Linked DNA regions of Anser cygnoides: region 1 is linked to region 2. The links are chromatin contacts, called in public Hi-C maps. All regions are on one chromosome and are shown on one strand. The core of a region is the stretch at or near the end of the contact, and the rest is flanking DNA. Distances in the headings are between cores, read along the strand shown. Region 1 holds the start of ZNF346 (zinc finger protein 346). Region 2 holds the start of LOC106032875 (ovoinhibitor-like).

What was found. Hi-C and Micro-C count contacts between places; a contact is called where the count stands out from the background.
Region 1: a contact with region 2 is called in a Hi-C map of liver, with 2.5 times the contacts expected there. The contact joins the promoter of ZNF346 here to the promoter of LOC106032875 in region 2. A contact is called at or near these places in 2 of 7 Hi-C or Micro-C datasets (both in liver).

What each region holds. Positions count from the first base shown.
Region 1 is chr14:9,294,631-9,299,366 of Taihu_goose_T2T_genome, forward strand. It overlaps ZNF346 (zinc finger protein 346), which reads left to right and starts at 2,066. Exons shown (of 6, transcript XM_067005407.1): 1 at 2,066-2,402; 2 at 2,864-2,962; 3 at 3,963-4,110. The coding sequence starts at 2,220. It overlaps UIMC1 (ubiquitin interaction motif containing 1), which reads right to left and starts at 1,918. Exons shown (of 13, transcript XM_067005403.1): 1 at 1,775-1,918.
Region 2 is chr14:9,001,419-9,006,670 of Taihu_goose_T2T_genome, forward strand. LOC106032875 (ovoinhibitor-like) reads right to left here and starts at 3,617. Exons shown (of 25, transcript XM_013176081.3): 1 at 3,488-3,617; 2 at 2,682-2,701; 3 at 1,703-1,839; 4 at 1,457-1,517; 5 at 1,222-1,355; 6 at 729-789. The coding sequence starts at 3,542.

The DNA.
Region 1 (4,736 bases), core at 816-3,315, 290 kb after region 2:
TGCGATAGATCTTCTGCCTGATGCACTGTGCTAAATAAGAGATCGCTGAGAAATATCAGCTGGAGTTATGATGAGTCACCTACCTCCAACATTTAAAGAAGAGAAGAAAAAAAATGTAAGAGATGTAACCACACAACTCCCACAAGGCTTCTGAAAATGAAGGGACTCATGGCAAAAAGAGTCTCTGTAAACGTAACTAAGGGAACAAGACAAGTAAGAGATCACTTGTAGCTGCGCTAGTCTGAGGCTGTGAGTAGGAGAGCAGTAATAGCTTTTATTAGACGAGCTGATATCGGTACGGGAAGGGAACAAGCCTCGCAGCACGCCCCCCTTCCCCAGGTAAGGGAGCCAGGCGCACAAGCTGTGTTTTGCTTTTAGCGCTCTGCCCAAGTACCTGCGGAGGGGATGTCTGCTCTCAGGTTCAGCGAAAAAGGCCGGCCTGCACTACCTAAACCTACCTTTGCAGTTCGGCTCGCGGATTCCTTTCGCAATTTTTCTCTTTTTACAACTTTGAATTCGAGAGAATTTCTTTGTAAACGCTCTGACAGCAAAGGTGACCTCCTGACAAGGGCCTCACACACGCCGCGCTTCTCCGGTCGCATTTTTAGGGATATCCTTGAAGATCCCCAACTTGTGATTATTTGTCATTTTCCCTCTCATCTATCATTTTGATGAATCAGAAAGCAATTACCGACAGAATAATTCTAAATCTTGACACTGCAGCTACAGACCTGCCAAGCTGTGACAGCTTGAAAAATGCTTGAAAACGAAGCCAAAAAATGAATGACTCTCATCCCCGGATGAGTTTTCTGAGCCGCTCGAGACACAGGCTGTCGCTTCGTAAACAACCCCCCCGCCTCCCCGGGAAGAGGCACGATGCTCGCGGGCAGCAAGAGCCCCGCTCGCACGGGTCAGCGCCGCACGGTCCCTGCGAACGCCAGCCCCGGCCCCTCCGCTCGCCCCCGCCGCGCCGGGAGCGGCTGACGGTCAGGACACCACGGTCCACAGCACCCCGGTGGGGGGGACACGGGGGTTGTTTACGGGATTTATCCGTTCGCAGAAACGGGCTCTTCGTAGAAGGAAGGCGGCGGAAGGCCAAGGCCGACCGCTGCCAAGCTCCGCGGGAGATGCTGACTGCTCAGCTACCCAAAGCGAGCCCGCGCCAGCCCCGTGGGCAGCGCCTTTCTCCAAGGGGAGGCGTGGGGGGGGGGGAGCAGAACCCTCCCCGCAGCACCCCGCCACCCCACGGCACCCGTCACCCCGCAGCACCCCGCCACCCGCCCAGGCCCCCCGTCCCCTCGCCCACAGGTGCCATCGCAGGGCCCTCGGGCACGGCGGGCGCTGCAGGGACGTGGCGGGGCTGTGAGGAGCTGGGTGGGGGCTGCCCAAAAAGGGCCCCCCCGGGGAGGAACTGGGGCGTAGGCGGGGATGGGGTCGGTTATAGAAAAAATAAACCGAGGGGGGGCAGCGCTGGGGATGGCATGGAGGCAGCCCGGGGGGGGGGGGGGGGGGGGGGCAGGAGCCGGCCCCAGCAGCGCTGCAGGGCCGGGGGGGGGGGGGCGGCACCGGGACCCCTCCTCGGGGGAAAGCGCTGGGGCACGGCCCCGTGGGCACCCCGCGGGGCTGCGGCCTGCCGGCGGGGCAGCCCCGGGTCCGCAGCGGCCCCTCGTCGGGGCACGGCCGCACACCGGGCCCGGACACCCCCAACCCCCCCCGGCCCCGCTGACCGCCCCCCCCCCCGGGCCGGGCCGACCCCGCTCAGCGGGTCTCTTACCCGCACTCAAGTTGGCGGCGGAGGCCTCATTGCCCTCAACCAAGATGGCGACGGCGGCGTCGCGTCACGTGGCCGGGAGGGGAGATGAGGTGAGGCGGGCGGCGCCATGTCGTGTGAGGGCGGCGGCGGCGGGGCTGGTAGAGGGGGACCGAGGGGAGCGGGAGGCAGGGGACGCAGGGGACCGAGAAGATGGCGGGGACGAGGGGCAGCCGCCTCTCGGAGCCCCTCAAGGGCCGCTGGTGCGCCCCACGGCTTCTCGTGACTGATTTTAACTGGAAATAAACATCAGGGCGCGGCGTGACTTCATTCCGCGCTCCCCGCGCCGCCGCAGGACGCTTTAAACGCCGCTCCCGCTCCTCGCCCCGCCGCCTGCACCGCTCCATGGCGCCGCTCAGCCCCCGCGCGGCCGACACCGGCCCGCCTCCCTCCGCTGCCCACAACCAACATGGCCGCCGCGGCCTCCCTCCGCCAGCACGTGACGGCGCAGGAAGCCTCCTCCCCCCCCCGCGCCGTTGCTAGGCGCGCGGAGATCTCGCGAGAGCTGCTGTGGCGGCGGCGGCGGCCAAGATGGCGGACGGGGCGGGTAGCAACGGGGACGCCGCGGCGCTGCCGGTGGGCAGGGAGGCAGGTGAGGGGAACCGGGGGCGGCGAGGGGAACCGGGACGGGGCCGGGAACGGGGCCCGGCCCCGGCCGTGAGCGGGCTGACCGCGGTTGTGTGCCGGCAGTGGAGCGGCTGATCCGGGAGAACGGGCACATCTTCACCGAGGCGCAGTGCAAGGTGTGCAGCGCGCTGCTCATCTCCGAGTCTCAGCGGCTGGCGCACTACCAGGTGAGCCACGGCACCGGGCGGGACGTACCGGGCCGTTCCGGGCCGTGTCCCGCTGTACCGGGCCATAACGGGCCATACCCCTATGTGTTGGGCCGTACCGGGCCATAACGGACCGTGCTAGGCCGTGTCCCGCTGTACTGGGCCGTACCGGGCCCTATCCCTATGTAACAGGCTGTACTGGGCCATGCCGGGCAGTACCGGGCCGTGCCCTGCTGTACCGGGCCGTACCAGGCTGCCCCAGCCGCTTTCTGCCCCGCAGAGCAAGAAGCACGCCAACAAGGTGCGGCGGTACCTGTCCATCCACGGCGAGGACGAGCTGGCGCCCGGCAAGAGGATGAAGGTGGACGCTAATAAGCAGGTGAGGCAACGCGCCCAGCCTTCCAGGTCCGTCACGGTGGGTCTCAGCTAAATGCTGCCAGGCAGCCCATGCGCTTGTGTGAGAGTGAAGGAAGAAGGCAGCCCTGGGAAGGGCTCTGTGCTCCTGTGGCTGTGCCTCGTCCCGGTGAGTATGGTTCCCATTGCCTTATTCACTTAAAGGAACTCACACTGCCTCTTACTGAAAGTCTCCCTGTGAATTACGTGAATAAAACAGGGTAAAGTAAATAGGAGCAGCAAATTCATGAATAAAAAGCCAGGAATATCATTGCACCTGCATGACATTTAATTTCATTACAACTATTTCCAGGGTTCATAACTAACTGGACTCTTTCTGGCACAACTCTGTTTTTACTTATTTCGGTTTCTTCAGCCGGTGGCTGGAGCCTGTTGGTCAGCGAGAGGAGCACATTCCACCCTGCCATCTGTCTGCCCCGCGACTCATTTGGGAAACAGATTCTACTCTTATGATTGCTTCAGCTTTAATCCCTAACCCTCAAACATTTGTAGTGGGGGTGGAGGGGGGGATAAAGGAGGATGCCTTCGCACATAGTGTTAGGCTTAGAAATGACTGCTGCTGCCTGCTCGGCCAGCATCGTGTTGCCGATGACCCAGCTGATAGTGGTGTTTGTGTTGCGTGGCTCACACCTTGTGGAGAGCAGAAGGCTGGCTGATCCAGTGCTGGCAGCCCCGTGGTTAACCTTGTTCTCAGCCCATACAAGCCAGGACAGGCAGCCCCTCTCCCTAGAGCGGTTCGCTAGGATGACAAAGAAGTAACGTGAAGCAGGAAGGCTGTCCAGTCAATGGGAGGACAGTGCAGCACCATGGAACAGTCAAATTTCCAACTTCGCATCTCAGTGTCTCAGATTATTTTGTTTTCTCAAATGCCTTAGCGTTCTTTCTTGTAACAAGAACGCTGAGCAAGATGAACTCCCGAGGTGCCTTCCAACCTCAGCCATTCTGTGGTTCTGTGTGCGCAGGAGAGCAAGCAGGAAGGCAGCAACGGGGAGGATAGGAACAAGTGCTGCCCCATCTGTAACATGACCTTCTCCTCTCCGGCTGTGGCAACGTCTCACTACCTGGGGAAGACGCACGCCAAGAACGTGAAGCAGCAGTCCCCCAAAGCAGAAGGTATGACTGCAGTGCCTTCACATTGTAGCATGCCAGCTAGAAAATGCTGCACGTGGTGATTCTGCACTGGGAAGTGTCGTTGGACCCCAGGTCTGAGCCTTTTTGGGTACGTGTGCCTGTGAAGCGAGGTAGGCCAGCAGTACACCTCCAGAGACTGCTGCTTCTCTCAGCAGCTTGCTTGGTAGGCTGGTGTTGACTAAAAGTCAGCATGTTTGGGGTGTTTTTTTTTATTTCTTGCTTGGGTGAAGTGAAGCTTTCAGCAGTGTTGTACCCATCCTTGTATGTAAGGAATGGGACAGAGCTGTTTTCCAGGGAAAGCTGTAGAAATATCTGTCACGGGATGTGATGCTTGCTAAAAGCTTGCAGAAACCAAAGTGACCGGTGAAACGCCTGTAAGGTGAATTGGGCAGGGCTGCTCAGGTGTAAAGGTACAGCTTCTGTGGCTCAGGGACTTCTGAGCTGCAGATAGCTGGGGGCTGGGGATGTGTAGCTGGGAAGTGTGGGCATCTGCTTGTCCTGACCTCCTGCTTTGCCAGTGGCGTCTGCCACGTCCTGCCCTACAGACTGTGCACAGCTAAGGCAGAGCTCAGACATGAGAGGAGCCTTGGGGAAGGGTGGCTGGACAC
Region 2 (5,252 bases), core at 2,367-4,866:
AGAAAAAGGACCTATCTTGGAGAATGAATTCTTCAGGCAGAGGAACATGTATAAAATTGTAGGATCCCTTCTCATCAACAAAATGGTCGTGAAACCATTTTTCACTCGCTAGAAATCTGACTAATATTGTTTTGGTTTGTGTTAGTTTTCTCTCCAGTTCTCCAGCACCGTGATTACTTATTAATTCTAATTCCCTGTAGTTAAGCATGGGATTTGAAGGGCTAAAGAATGGCTGTCTGTCAGTTGGAGAATGAACTTTCTGCATCTCCAAGTTTTTGTGCTAAAATATATAAGTTTTTCTTCCTGAGGCACTGGGCCCTGTATAAATACACAATGAGCTATACCCTATAAATATGCACGCTCATTGCTCTTACGGATCTCACTATGTCTGTGAAAGCAACCAGTATGGGAATTTTGAATGCTTATTGCAAAGGGTGGAAATGCAAAGGGAGGAATCTCCAGAGAGAAAACTGCCAACCTGTACAGCACAATGCCAGGAAAACCTTGGGCCTCCTCTTTTGTCCCTTTGATGTGGAATATACGGAATGACCCTCTCTTTGGGACAGGGAGGATGCAAAAAACACCCGCACTGGGCAGAAAGCCAGAGGATGGACTGGGTCCCTTGCAAGTCCTGTCATACCATACTCTTGCAGTTTCCTAGAGAAATCACTGGGATTCTCTCTGTAAAACAGCCCTAAGAGAGAGATTTTGATTTCTATTGCACTTACTGAGACAACATCCACCTTGCATTCTCCATCATGCATTTTGGTAATGTTGGTGTGATGTTCTCTGGAAGAAAGAGGTTCTTTGGTTAGGGAGCCTTGAGAATAACTTTTCCTGTCTCCCTCTAACCACTGGGACAAGAAAGGCCCCACCCACCACATAGGACACAGCAACTGGCTGAGTTGTCTGGATGCACCCCACGGATAGTAGCAACCACTTGCTGAGCAGAAAATGCATGGTATTTCCATATCACATGGTATTAGGAGCAACAGTTTGATCTGTTCATGGTTCTGCTCTGGCTCTTTTGTGATCCCCCTCATGAGCACAGAGAGAGAATGGGGAAGAAAACTGAAGTTGGCTGGAGAATTACAAGCAGCCAGCTTCAAAGTGATTCACCGAGACACCTGTCTTAAGAAAGCCTGGTGTTTTACAGAAGTGTTTCCAAGAGCCTTAGCTATTGCTAATTATCCAGAAGGATGTTCTGCAGAAAAGACTTACGCGTTATAGGCGCAAATCCCACATTCGTTGTCATAAGTGAAGCTATCTGAGCCACAGACTGGTTGCAGAATCCTTGGGCAGGCTACCAGGACACTACCACCTTTTGCAGTTTGTCTGTATTTGGTGCAATCAATCTGTAAAAATAGCAGGAATAGATAAAAAAAAAAATAATTAAATAAAATTAAGTCTTTATGGACAACAGCAGAGCAAGACATTGTCTTACTGTTGTGCATACCGTAACATGATCTGGCCTGCACTCTCCATCATAGTCCTTCTCTACGTTTGTCCTGTGCTCCCTAGAAGAAAGTAGACCTGTGTCAGGAATTGTGCAGAGCAGTCGTCACCTCCCGGCTGGCAGTGTCAACACCTTGGTGCTAACTCACATGCTCCTCTGCACAGCCCACCTTTGGGGGACGGAGCTGCCACCCTTACCCCAAGTCCCCTACCTTGCCGCTTCTGCGGGGTTTCCAGCAAAGCTCACCTGTTGTGGAGGCAGATCCCACACTCGTTGCTGTACGTGGAGCCATCGGTGCCGCAGACTGGCTGCAGGTTCCTTGGGCAGGCCACCCAGAGGGTCCCATCCTTGCCGATGCTGCTGGAATACTGGCTGCAGTCAACCTGTGAAAGCAGCACAACATCAGCCCCAAGGTCAGCTCCTGCCCAGAAAGGACAAGCCACACAGCCTCCCACCTCCTGCAGCAGTGCCCACAGCTCCAGCCGGGAGGAAACCCAGAGGTATCATTTTGAACCTGCTCAAGCTGTCAAGAGCAGGGAAACTTCTCTACAGAAGTTTTTGATTACGCCTTCCTGCTGGGGGCTGGTGGAGGCACGACATGGAGGAAGGACAGCTGTGGGAGAGACGGTGCCTAATGAAGGCATCTGGTAACTGGGAGCCTGGCCGTACTCCATAGCCCCTCAGCTCAAAATCTGATCGTTTCCAATCATGCTACAGTCTCTGGTGAGTTACAGGAGTCTCGTAACTGCGTGGGAAGAACCTGCAGACAAATCCATCATGCGGACCCCGCCGTTTTCCTCAACCCAATATAAGGATAGAAAAGAACACAATACTGTGGGTCTTACCATATAGAAAAAAATATCAGAATCATGGTCTTTGATGCTTTCAAGCATATCGTCTTAAGACAACTTTCCTCTTGAGGAGGTAATATACTGCCTTTTGACTCGGAGTAACTCAATTATATTTAAGAGTTATTATAATAGGATTGTATAATTACTTCTTGCTTTCTTCATTTTACTTAATGAACTGAAAATAGTATAAATGGGGGGGTGTTTTACTTTCTCATGATTCGGCAATATCATTCAATCATGCACTGGCAAATATTATTTGAACAGCCAGGATTTCATTAGATTTAATCCACTTGCTCATCAGGTAATTATATACTGTTCCTATTTTACGAGAAGCTCAGAATAGAACAGAATAAATGGAAAAATCTGTAACTCACCTCAATTCCAAAGGTAATATCTAAAAGAAAAGTAGAGAGAGAAAAGAAAAAAATACATATATATTGATGTGCAGAGATGACATGCAAATCTTCCTATGAAACAATTAAATTCAGCGACTTGTCGATTGGTTTATTGCGTTTAAGAAAATGTAGTCTTACATTATGTTAGTAAGTGGTCATAAGATGAATTAAAAGTTACTAAATAAAGTTTCATTCCACTTCTGATGGCAGATAGAAGGGGGGAGACCACATGTATTAATCGGTTCCTAAGACATTACGGGGAAGTGATATAGGCATTTTCAATTCTGCACTCTGAGTTTAACCTCTTCTAAAAGATTTTGTATTTGATTTCCAGAAGCTCAGATGTGCATTTAAGATGGCTTTCGATCACCGGCACTATCCATCCCAAGACACAAACTTCTCAGTTACCGGGGACGGCACAGTAAAGTTTACAGAGCGATTCTAGCCATTAAAGTTTGCGCTTATGTTGCTCACATGGACACGGATGCCATTGCAAACAGCTTTGCTCTGCCCTTGTACCCAGTAGTTCCACATGCAAGCTCCTGCCATGCACTAAGACTGCTGCCTCAGCAATTTCCTCCTATAAACCAAGATGAAAGCAGTCATCTGCATGAGGTTTGCTGAAACCTGGATCTGTCAGTCTAATTATTTGCTACACTCTCAGGAAGAATATTCCTTCATGGAATAAGGCTGTCCTGCACATTACAAGACCGCAGTACTTTTGCTGATCGCCCAGCCACTGGTTCAGCTAAAGCAACCTATGCAATAGGACAGGAAACACTCACCTAAGAAGCAGCAGAGGGCTACAGCCGCTCTCACAAAGAGCCCGGTGGTCTTCATGGCAGACAGCAGCAGTGCCACTACAGCCCGCTCGCTCTCGGTGTGGGAGAGGAAGGGCACAGGTAGAAGTGGGAATATATAGCGAACTGTCATATCAAATGGTCCCACCTTATGATGTAACACCCAATCTGTCATCAGCACGGGAAACCAAAATGTATTTACCCAGCTCTGGATTTCTAGCTAATGATTGACGTGGGCACGTATGCCAGGAAGGGGCCTTTTGTGTGGCTTGAGGGGAACCAGCAAGTGGAGAGCGTGCCAGGGCCCCTCCGCTCCCGGATCTGCCCCAGCACATTGCAGGCTCTCATTTACCCTACGATTGAATAAATGCAATTAGGTTTTTCTCCTCTGCTGTAGTTTTCAACCAAGCTCCTAGCTGGTAGCCAAAACCCTCGTTATTTCACCTTGGAGCATGATTTTGCACTCTTCACTGCTACCTTCCATGTCAGTTTGAGCCTGGGCACTTGCAGCCCAGAAGGTTACCCCATTCTCTCTGGGAGAAATCCTGTTCTTCTGCCTTTAAAAAAAAACTCAGCAGAGATCTACTCCATGTACCAACTTTCTCTGTATTAAGGCAAGGAACAAAGCCATGAAGTTCGGTCCCAAATCCATCTTTTTGGCTGTTCACTGATAACTCCTGTGGTACCCTTTGTTCACACACTACCACCTCCCCTGTTGCCCGTTCCTGACCCACCTCGCCAAGCCTAAATGACACCATCCCACGGGGTAACAGGTCAAACGCTTTTGCTGTCTGGATAGACTAGATCTACTGTACTTCCTTTATCTAGGAAGTCAGCCAACTTTGTAAAGATTGATATTAGCCCATACACGATTATCTTCCGGCACATTCATAGCATACATTAATCATTCCTTTACACTTCATGTCTTGTTTTCTTCAAGCTTCAACTGAAGGTTTGCCCAGCATTAAAGTAACACAGCTTAGATCAGTCCTGAACATGTTTTTCTCCTTTATTTAAGCAGATTTTTGTCAATTCTATAGATTGGTCTCAAAACAAGTCTCCTCAGTTGGGATCCTAGATTTTCCAAGTTTTTAAGTTTTAATCTTTCATATTCTGTACTCAGTAGTAAAAATCCTTATTTACAGATCTATTTTTGGCATGATTTAAACAGAGTGAGCTCAGCTCAGTATTATTTTTCTAAGAGGAGGACATCAACACCCTTCTCACTTGAAAAGCAAATCCACAATAACATGATTTGGGGGATTACTTAATCGAAAATTCTGTTTGCTCCTCATATCCAGGAGCTCTGCTAACATTAGTAGTTTGCAGTGTGCATCTACAAAGTTAAAGTCTCCCCAGATACCAACATTTCCAGCTATGTTGATGCCTAGTGATGTTACAGAGGTCTCTATTCATGTATCTTGCTTTCGTTACTTCCCCGAAATTCAGCCTAGATATCTCCTGCCCTGTCCCTTATCTCAACAACACCAAGTGTCAAGGACTCCAGAGCTTTGGACCAACACAGCTCTCAAGTACAAGGACCTCTATTCATCCTGATCACCATATCCATCTTTCTCAGGGCTTATTGAAGCCAACTCTATCATCAATTAATGCTGCCTGTCAGAGGAAAATGCAACTTGACAACTTAATTGCCAGACTCCGTAAAAGCTGTCACGGTCAAGCAAATCCCTGCCAATGTCCACAAAGATGACACCTGAACCTTATCGGCAAGGAGACATTATTTGCAAAC